Linked DNA regions of Oryctolagus cuniculus: region 1 is linked to region 2. Evidence: chromatin contacts called from public Micro-C data. All regions are on one chromosome and are shown on one strand. Each heading gives the region's core, a stretch centred on a gene start, on an enhancer-like site or on the middle of the called end of the contact. The rest is flanking DNA. Distances are from core to core; before and after follow the strand shown. Region 1 holds the start of ADSS2 (adenylosuccinate synthase 2). Region 2 holds the start of ZBTB18 (zinc finger and BTB domain containing 18).

Region 1 (4,194 bases), core at 725-3,224, 360 kb after region 2:
ATGGGAAGAGGAGCAGCCAAGACTCAAACTGGTGCCCATATGGGACCGCGTTGATGCAGGCAGCAACTCTGCCTGCTGCACCACAGTGCCGGCCCTCCTAATTCTTTTAGAATAAATGCTACAGTGGTTACATTTCCCCAAACCTTAGAGCCCTTAACTGAGCCCTACATGAATGCTACCATCTAGGTGAAGGAGATGACAGAGAGGAAACAAAGAGACCTCAGGTTCCTCTGAATAAGTCTTTCACCACAGCATGGTCAGATCTGATTTGAAGACAAAAGGGGCAGCAGCATGGCAGGAATTCAGGGCAACACCTCTGGGGGTGCCCAAGTGTGGAGGTAGAACAAGTGTGTTGCCAGAGGGGCAGAGGAAACAAGGCTGAAAGGGAGGGAGGCTTATCCACTCGGTGCAACAGCCATCCTAGCCAGGAAACCTGCAGAGGAGATTTCTACAAGCAGGACAATCAAGTTGGGGGAGGCAGAGCTTGCTTCTGTTTCGCTTTGCACACTCTGTGACTTGCTTGTTTCTGCACGTTCAAATGGTGTTCGATTCCAGGTAAAGGTTCCCATCCCGCCGCCCTCCGGACTTGTTTCCTCACCTGCAGCACCATCTCCTCCTAGTGTGCCAGGAATATTCTACAAGAAAAACGAGTGCAACCTACAAAGGCTATAGTTAATTCCAAAGATTACATTTGGTTTCAGAAAAGGATTTCTCATCGATTTCTGATTTTGAAATTGGGGCTGGTTAACTGAGGGCCTTTCCAAAGGTCTAGCCACCAGGCTGCTTCAAGAGGAACGACAAATAGGAAGAAAACTTAACGCTGAAAACCACGTGTCTCCCGGTAGGAAGTGCATTACCACTCGGTTTCCCTGAAGGGAACTTTCGATGTGACTGTGACACTGTAAACAGTTCCAAATGCCCGATGTGACATCCATGTATTTCCTTGCCTCACTTTGTAACAGAGCGGGGATTCCCTTCTTCTGGGAACACAGAGTAAAGAATCTCTCCTGCAAACGTAAACAAAACCCCACAGGGCCCTTTAACAGTCCAAAGCCCAGAAGGTGGGTTCTGATGTCAACAAAGTAGACCTGAGAAGGCAGCACTCGGCACTGCCGGGGCCTGCAGGTGGGGCAACGGTGAGTCTGGATTTCAGGGCATTTTGGAAAAAATCCACTCCCACTTGGCCGCCCTGGATGGGTGGGTGATGGGCAGGTTCTGCGGCCGCGCCTGGTTCCCGCCCCGTCCCCGCCCGGAGTCGGGAGCAGGCCTCGGGCGGTAGCTCCTCAAACTCCGACCGCATCCCACCCCGCGCCCGGCCCCAGTCTCCGAACCGGGCACCGGTCCCCACACCGAAATCTGCAACTCCCAGGCACCGCGCGTCTATCGAAGATCCCCCGTCAGCCGCATTGTCCTCCAGAGCCACCCAGAGCTTCACCCGAGACTCCAGGTTGGGGGGGGGGGGGGTCCCTGACCTCCCGCCATTTCTGCTTGTCGCCGCAGCTCACAGCAAGAGCAGAGAACCTCAAGGTGACACCTCCTTTTTGGCCGGCAGATCTGGGTTCTGGGCCCGAGTTCCCGGGCACCAGAAGCCCAGCGGCCAGGAAGCCGCGGCTCCCGGGCCCGGCTTCGCGGTCAGAGCCGCGCCGCCTTACCTGGCAGCGGCACACGATGTCGGCGTCCTGCGCCAGCAGATCCACCACCTTCCCTTTGCCTTCGTCACCCCACTGCGCGCCGAGCACCACCGTCACCCGATTGCCTCCCGGCTGCGCCCTGGGCCGGCCGCAGTCGCCGTTGGGCAGGGAGGATGCTGCCGGGTTGGTCTCGGCGAACGCCATGGCTCCGCTGAGGCGGCGAGGACAGCCCGAAGGGGACGCGGCCAACGAGGAGTGCGCGAACTAAACCGCTCTGCGGCCGCCAGCCACATGCGGAGGAAGAAGGAGCCAGAGGCCGGCCCCGCCCCCGCCCCCGCCCCGCCGGGCCGCCACCCTCCAGCCAGGCCCCGCCCCGCTCTCCGCCGCGGCCCGCTCACGGGGCGACCACGACTGCCCCGCGCAGGCCAACCTCGGCAGCACCACCCGCACAACAAGCCCGCCACCCCGGGGCCGAGGCCGCGCCCCTTCCGCGGCCAGGCGCGCCACTCCAGCGCGGACCCCGCGAGCGGAAGGGGCAGGGGCGGGGCTTCAGTCGCGCTTCACCTCCAACGCCCCGCCCACTCCCCCGTCCTCCCGCTTTCAAACTTCAGAGGCGCGGAGGTGCGTCGGACTACAGCTCCCGGCATGCAGCGCTCTGGGCTGCGGCGCCGTAGTCCCGTGCCCCGGTGTCCCGGTGTCTGCCATCTGCCGGTTTCCGTCTCTGGAAACGTTCGTTTTTGTTTTAAAAGATTGATTTCTATTAAGGGCTGAGATACTGTACATAGAATGAAAAAGGTGCGATTTTAAAATGCAAACAAGAAATGAGAACGTGTACCTTCAGGGATGGAAAGTAAAATTCCACAGTAAGAGCAGAGATGGAGGCACAGGTCAAAAAGGGCAAACTCAAAAGTAAGGCACAGGATATTAGCTCAGGAAATCTAGAGATCAAGTAGAGCCCTTACCCTTCTTATGCTACACGTTAGTGATAAAGGCTCAGGCTCCGAGAGGAAGGAATTATCTGTTAATTATGTACAGATGAGAGTACACCAGTAAGGTCATAGAAAAATGGAGGTAAAGCGCTAGTTTATGATGGCGCAAAAAATTTTGAAATCCTTGCATAGTTTTTTCATAACACATTTTCCACGAGCTTCTTCAAGTGCTCCTGTACTATGATGAAATTCTGAATTCCTCACAACCTTGCAGATACGGTAGGTGATACTATCTTATCCTTATTTTGCAGGATGAAAGCGAGGTCGCTAGGTAGGCATTTGGAGCAGCAGTAAAGATGCTGTTTGCGATGCCCACATTCCATATCTGAGTGCCTGGCTTAGCTTCCCAGCCCGCCTCACTGCTAACGTGGTTCCTGGAAGGCAGCAAGTGATGGTGCAGGTGCTTGTGCTAGCGCCCATGTGACAGACCTGCGTTGAGTGCCAGGGTGCTGGTTTCAGCCTGCTGCAGCCCCAGATATTGTAGGTATTTGAGGAATAAACCACTAGAGGAAATTCTCTCTCTCTCTCTCTCTCTCTCTCTCCTCCCCCTGCCTCCCTCCCTTTCAACTTTCCAAATAAATAATTTTTGTTTTGTTTTGTTTTCAAGTCAATGTGTTTTTAATTAAAAAATGGAGCTGTTGCACAGCTGGTTAAGCAACTTCTTGGGACACCTATATCCCACATTAGAGTGCCAGTTGGAGTCCCAGCTGTTGTTCTTCCAATCCAGCTTCCTACTAATGTATCCTGAGAGGTAGCAGATGATGCTTCCAGAGCTTGATCCCCTGCCCACCCACGTGGGAGACCCAGAGAGAGTTCCTGCCTCCTACGTTTGGCCTGGCCCAGCTCTCACTGTTATGATCATTTGGGAAGTATATGGGTAGATGAAAGATACTTCTTTCTCTCTCTCTCTCTTTCTGTCTCTCTCTCTCTCTCTCATTCTGCCTTTGAAGTACATAAAAATAAACATTACAAAACATTTTAATAAAAGCTAGGTAACTTGATGCAGTGGGCTGTGAATTGGTACCTAGACAGAGCCCAGAGCCCAGTCCCTTACTGAATAGCCTACTCATTACTTCTAAGTGCCTTTCAGTGCTAGATTATAGAGTATGTCTACTGTTGACCCTTTCAGTTGCACAGAAATTAACTACACATCTCATTAAGATAAAAATTGCTTGGGAAAAGGTGGGAATAGAATCGTGTCATATGTAGTGTCTCCCAAATCATATACGACACCACATTCTCTAATGATCTTTCAAGGCGTTTCAGTATTTTTTTTTAAGATTTATTTATTTTACTTGAAAGAGTTACACAGAAGAGAAGGAGAGGCAGAGAGAGAGAGAGAGAGAGAGAGAGAGAGGTGTCCACTGGTTCACTCCCCAATTGGTCACAACGATCAGAGCTGTTCCAGTCTGAAGCCAGGAGCCAGGAGCTTCCTCTGGGTCTCCCACGCGGGTGCAGGGGCCCAAGGACTTGGGCCACCTTCTACTGCTTTCCCAGGTCACAGCAGATTGTAGCAAGTGCCCAGTGTTGAGCATGCAGTAGGTGCTCAATAAGCAACGCATTACTCTTCAGCT
Region 2 (4,397 bases), core at 1,760-4,259:
GCCAATATTCAAAAATTAATTTCACAGATAACTTTTTCAACATGGTCTATTGCATCAAGTGTAATAAACACACTGGTGCTTTTCAGAGATTTGGCCTGTGATTCACATTTTAAAAGTCAGACATTTTACAGGGTTGCTTATCAAATATAATTTTAGTTAGTCTGTCAACATACTATTAAATTGTTATTGGGTCAACATGCATGTACGTAAAACACGGAACTTGTTCCCTGGCAAGAAACTGAAACCTGAGTGGTCAGATTGACTTGTATAGTTTTTAATCTCAGGAGTCCCAGAAAAGTTGGATTACTATTAACTGGAGGTGTGCAGGACCAGGAGTCCTCCACAGAGAAAGCAGTGTTACATTTTTCAATAGGTCAGTATCTGTACCTATTTCGCTATTTTTTTTCAACGTAAGAGGGGTAGAAAGAGGTTATTGACTCTCCAAGAAAAACTAAACCTCCTGTCAAGTAGCCTTCTATCATGGGAGTCTGCTTAGGGCAACTGCAGAGGTACACAGCCCCTCCTGAGGCACCTACTTGAGGCAGGTGTTTAGACTCTTTTTTACCTTCCCTGGTTCCAACAGGTGCTGAATGAAAATAGGGACAGCAGCCTTATTCTATTTACAACTTGTAGGTTGATGGCTTTCCAGAGAGGACTCAAAGTATCACTTGTACAGTAAGTTTAGGAGACAGTCTAAAATAGAGTATCAAACACAGAAATTTCAAAGTAAAAAATAGGGCAGGGAAAATACAATCACACCAAGGACCAGGGACAAGACAGTTAAAGCCATCAAGGGACAGGCTTGCCTCCTAAAATACCCATTTCACGTCTATTTCCTGGTCAGATGATCCTAGTACAGGAGAGCGGTAACTTTTCACATATAGTGTCCTCCCAACCCTCACATCTCTGGGGCTGTTACTCTACTTTCAGGTTCAGTCCGTAAAACCTTTTGTCAGAGCTGTGGCTTTGCCCTCCATACCATACGGCTTTTTATGGATAGTATGAATTTTCTTAGGTTCTCGCGAATGTGTTGTTGAATATCCTAACACTATCTCTTAAGTTCATTCATCCAGAGATGCTTAGCTCTTACTAGGTGGGAAACAGCTTCGAGTGTGCATCTCTTCTTTTTCTATTTTCCTAAATGTGTTGGTGAAACATGCCCTCCGTTTGACATCTTGGGGGTGTGAGCGTGTGTCATCCATCAAGAACATTTATCAATTCCTCTCACCTGAAACAGGTCTGCCTGAAAGTGGGTCTTCTACCAAAAGGCTTGACAAACCTAGAGTTGAGGAAAGGTAGGGATGCAACTCCAGATTTCACGGAATGAAAAGCTCTAGCTACCACGGGGTGGCCCTGACCTCAGGGATCCAGCACCAGGGCATAGGTTGAGCCAAGGCTAGAGAGGCTCCCTGCTGTTTCTAACAGGATATTCCAACGGTATTTCAGTTCCAGGAAATTTTGTGTGTGTGTGTGTGTTTTTTTTTTTTAACTTCATTAGCAGTTGCACATGGCTGATGTGCCCACACAGCACTCTCAACTTTCCTTTGCTCATCTGACCTGGAACAAAGCGAAAGCACGTTTTGCCCGGTTGAAAGGTCCCCTGGCAAGTTGGTGAGCAACAGGCTTGCCAGTCCGGGTTCAGCTAGCCAAGAATAAACACGTTTCATTAGACAGGCACTCGCGGACTGCCTTCCTCACTTCCTCACAGCTTTCTAGTTTGAAGCCTGTTTCCCCACCACCACCTGTTAGCCAACTTTCTTTTTAAACTGTATTTCTTGCCTCAAGATTCCAATACCCCCAGGACAGAAAACTTTCTACCTTTCTTTGTGGCCACGATGAACAGAGTTTAATTGCAAACTACTGAGTGAAAGTTTATTCGGAAAAAAAAATTACAACAACAGTCTTGCCTCTTCCCTCGGTACTTTTTAAAGTTGTGGCTTGCTGCGAAACCAACTGTGCACTCAGGCTAGGGCACCTACAACGATCGACCTCACAGTAAGACTATGCGATGTGGCCACTTGGGACTGTCGCTGCTTGGGACTGCCTAAGTACACCTGGGCTCCGCGAGAATGGCAGGCGCTCTGGCCCGCCGGGAACCGGACCGCGACGGGAGGAGAACGCCGCCCAGAAAACTGCCTCTCGGCGCTGCGGCGTCCTCTGCGCCCCGCTGGGCACCGGGACGCGCGGGACTCCGCAGGGCCGAGCCCGCTCCCCTGCGACTCCTCAAAGTACGTTTGCGGTCAGCACCTTGCACTCCGAAAAGCTAGCTCCGCAACCCCAGGGTGCGCGGGGCCTCGGAGCTTGGAAACAAGCCCCTCCCACCGCAGCTGTCGCCGCCGCCTGCGGGCTCCTTTCACTTTCTCACGGCCAAGTCACCCAGAGGGGCGCCGCTGCCACCGCCGCCGCTGCGCCCGCGGACTCCGCCCCGCGCCGCTCCGCTCCCGGCCCCCGCCCAACCAGGGCCCCGCCCACCCCAACAGTTGCTGCCTGCGATTGGCACGCGCGGGCGGCAGCTCCGGCTTGCCCTTCTCATTGGCTAGATCCTCATGTCAGTCCGACGACTACCTGCCACGCCCTCCGCCCTCCTGAAAAGCCGCCCTTCTATTGGAGCAGCCGGCGGACTGGGGGCGGGCGGGGAGCACCGGTCCAGCCGCTTTCGGTCAATCGCAGAAGCCCCACGCCCGGAGGGAGGGGGCTGGGGAGGAGAGGGGCGGGCCGAGGGGGGGGAACATCTGGCCGGCGCCGCCGCGTGCGTGCGTGGTGCGTCCTCCCGCCCCCTCCCCTCCCCCGCACCGCCCCCCCGCACCGCCCCCCCCACCCCGGCCCGGCGGCTCCGCGCTCGCTCCCTCGCTCGCTCCCTCGCTGTGTCTGGCAGGCTGCGGCCGCCGCTGGGCTGCTGCCATGGGGAGCCGTTGAGAGTGGGGCCCTCTTCGCTCCGCCGCGCTCCTCCGGCTGCCAGCGGGGGTGGGTGGGAGGGAGGGAGGGGGCGGGGGGGAGCGGGCGACGGAGCCGGGATTGGGGGGTGGGGGGGCCGGGAGGGAGGGGGGCAAGAGGAGGAGGAAGCCCACCAAGTCCGGCGGCGGCGGCGGCGGCGGCCGGGAGGAGGCGGAGGACGCGGCGGCGGCGGCGGGGACGCGGTGACTTAGGGCCGCTCCGTGTGAGTCCCGGCGCCGGCTCCCGGCCCCTGACCCGGCGCCCCCTCCGCGCCCCGGCCCCGCTGGCGGGCGGGGGGCGCCAGCTGTGCGGCCCTCGCCGGCTGGGCAGGGCAGTGCGGGCGGAGGGCGGGCCGGGCCGGGGGCGCCCCCCGCCAGCGGAGTTAGTTTGTGTGGTTGGAGCTGTTGGGGCGGCGGGGGGCGGCGCAGCTGCGGGAGGCTTGGGCGCGGGGACGGGGCCGCCGCAGCTGCGGGGTCGGGCGGGGTGCGGACTCGCAGGCTCCGTGCCGCGCCACCCACCCCCCCTCACCACCACCACCACCACCACCCCCACCACCCAGCCCGGGCCGGTGCAGCTGCGGCGCGGGGCGGGCTCCCGGCCGGTGCAGCTGCGGTGGCGCCTCTCGGGTGCGGAGGGCGGCGGGCTGGGGGAGGGGGCTTGGGAGCCGCCGCAGCTGCAGTGGCGCCCGGGACGGCCGCGGCTCCGGGGACCGGTGCAGCTGCAGTGGCGCCCGGGGGGAGGGGGCGGCGGGGAAGGCCCCCCCTCCCCACTCCCCGCGCGCCCCAGGCTGGTGCAGTTGCCTGGAGGCCCCGGGGGCTCGCGCGCCGCGGCGTCGGGGCAGCGCTGGCAACCACCTCCTCCCCCGGCTGCTTCTTACGACTTTTCTTTTGTTGTTGCCGTGACCCGGGTCTGTTTTCTCGGCTGTTGTTTAAGGTGTTTTCCTGCTGCACCGGCTCTACGCCCTCCACCTCCTCCTTCCCTGTGGTTTTTAACCTTCCTCTTTCCCCGAGCGTCTTAATGCACGGCGGACTACGTCGAGATTTGCATTTCTCCCCAACCCCCTCCACTCCCAAACTCAACACCCCAGCCCCCTCTCCTTTGACAAACTCTTCCCCCCACCCACCCACCGCCCCAGCCTCACAAAACGTCTGTGGGTCCGCCGCGAGAAGGGAAGGGGTTGATTTGTGGAGTGGGAGCCGCTGGCCCAGTGCGGTGCTCGGGGCTCGTTAAAGTGTCACTCGGCCCCCACCCCGCTGGGAAAGTGGGGTGATTAATGCCCGATGTATCGGAGCGGGGCCGAGGGTGTTTGTCGGAGCAGAGGCCGCGTGGCTGCGGAGGGAATTTGTCTCCGAGGAGTGTGTCGTGAACTAGGCGTTCGTCATTATGTCATTCACCGCGAAGTTGGACAAAGTTAGGTGACTTTGGGAGAGCGAGACAGGACGGAGGAGTCGGGTTTTTGTTAC

Evidence for each region. Hi-C and Micro-C count contacts between places; a contact is called where the count stands out from the background.
Region 1: a contact with region 2 is called in a Micro-C map of ear pinna, with 10 times the contacts expected there. The contact joins the promoter of ADSS2 here to the promoter of ZBTB18 in region 2. A contact is called at or near these places in 2 of 6 Hi-C or Micro-C datasets (ear pinna and an unstated tissue).

Annotation. Positions count from the first base shown.
Region 1 is chr13:64,417,169-64,421,362 of mOryCun1.1, forward strand. ADSS2 (adenylosuccinate synthase 2) reads right to left here and starts at 1,975. Exons shown (of 13, transcript XM_070055619.1): 1 at 1,653-1,975. The coding sequence starts at 1,835.
Region 2 is chr13:64,057,197-64,061,593 of mOryCun1.1, forward strand. ZBTB18 (zinc finger and BTB domain containing 18) reads left to right here and starts at 3,010. Exons shown (of 4, transcript XM_051821490.2): 1 at 3,010-3,157.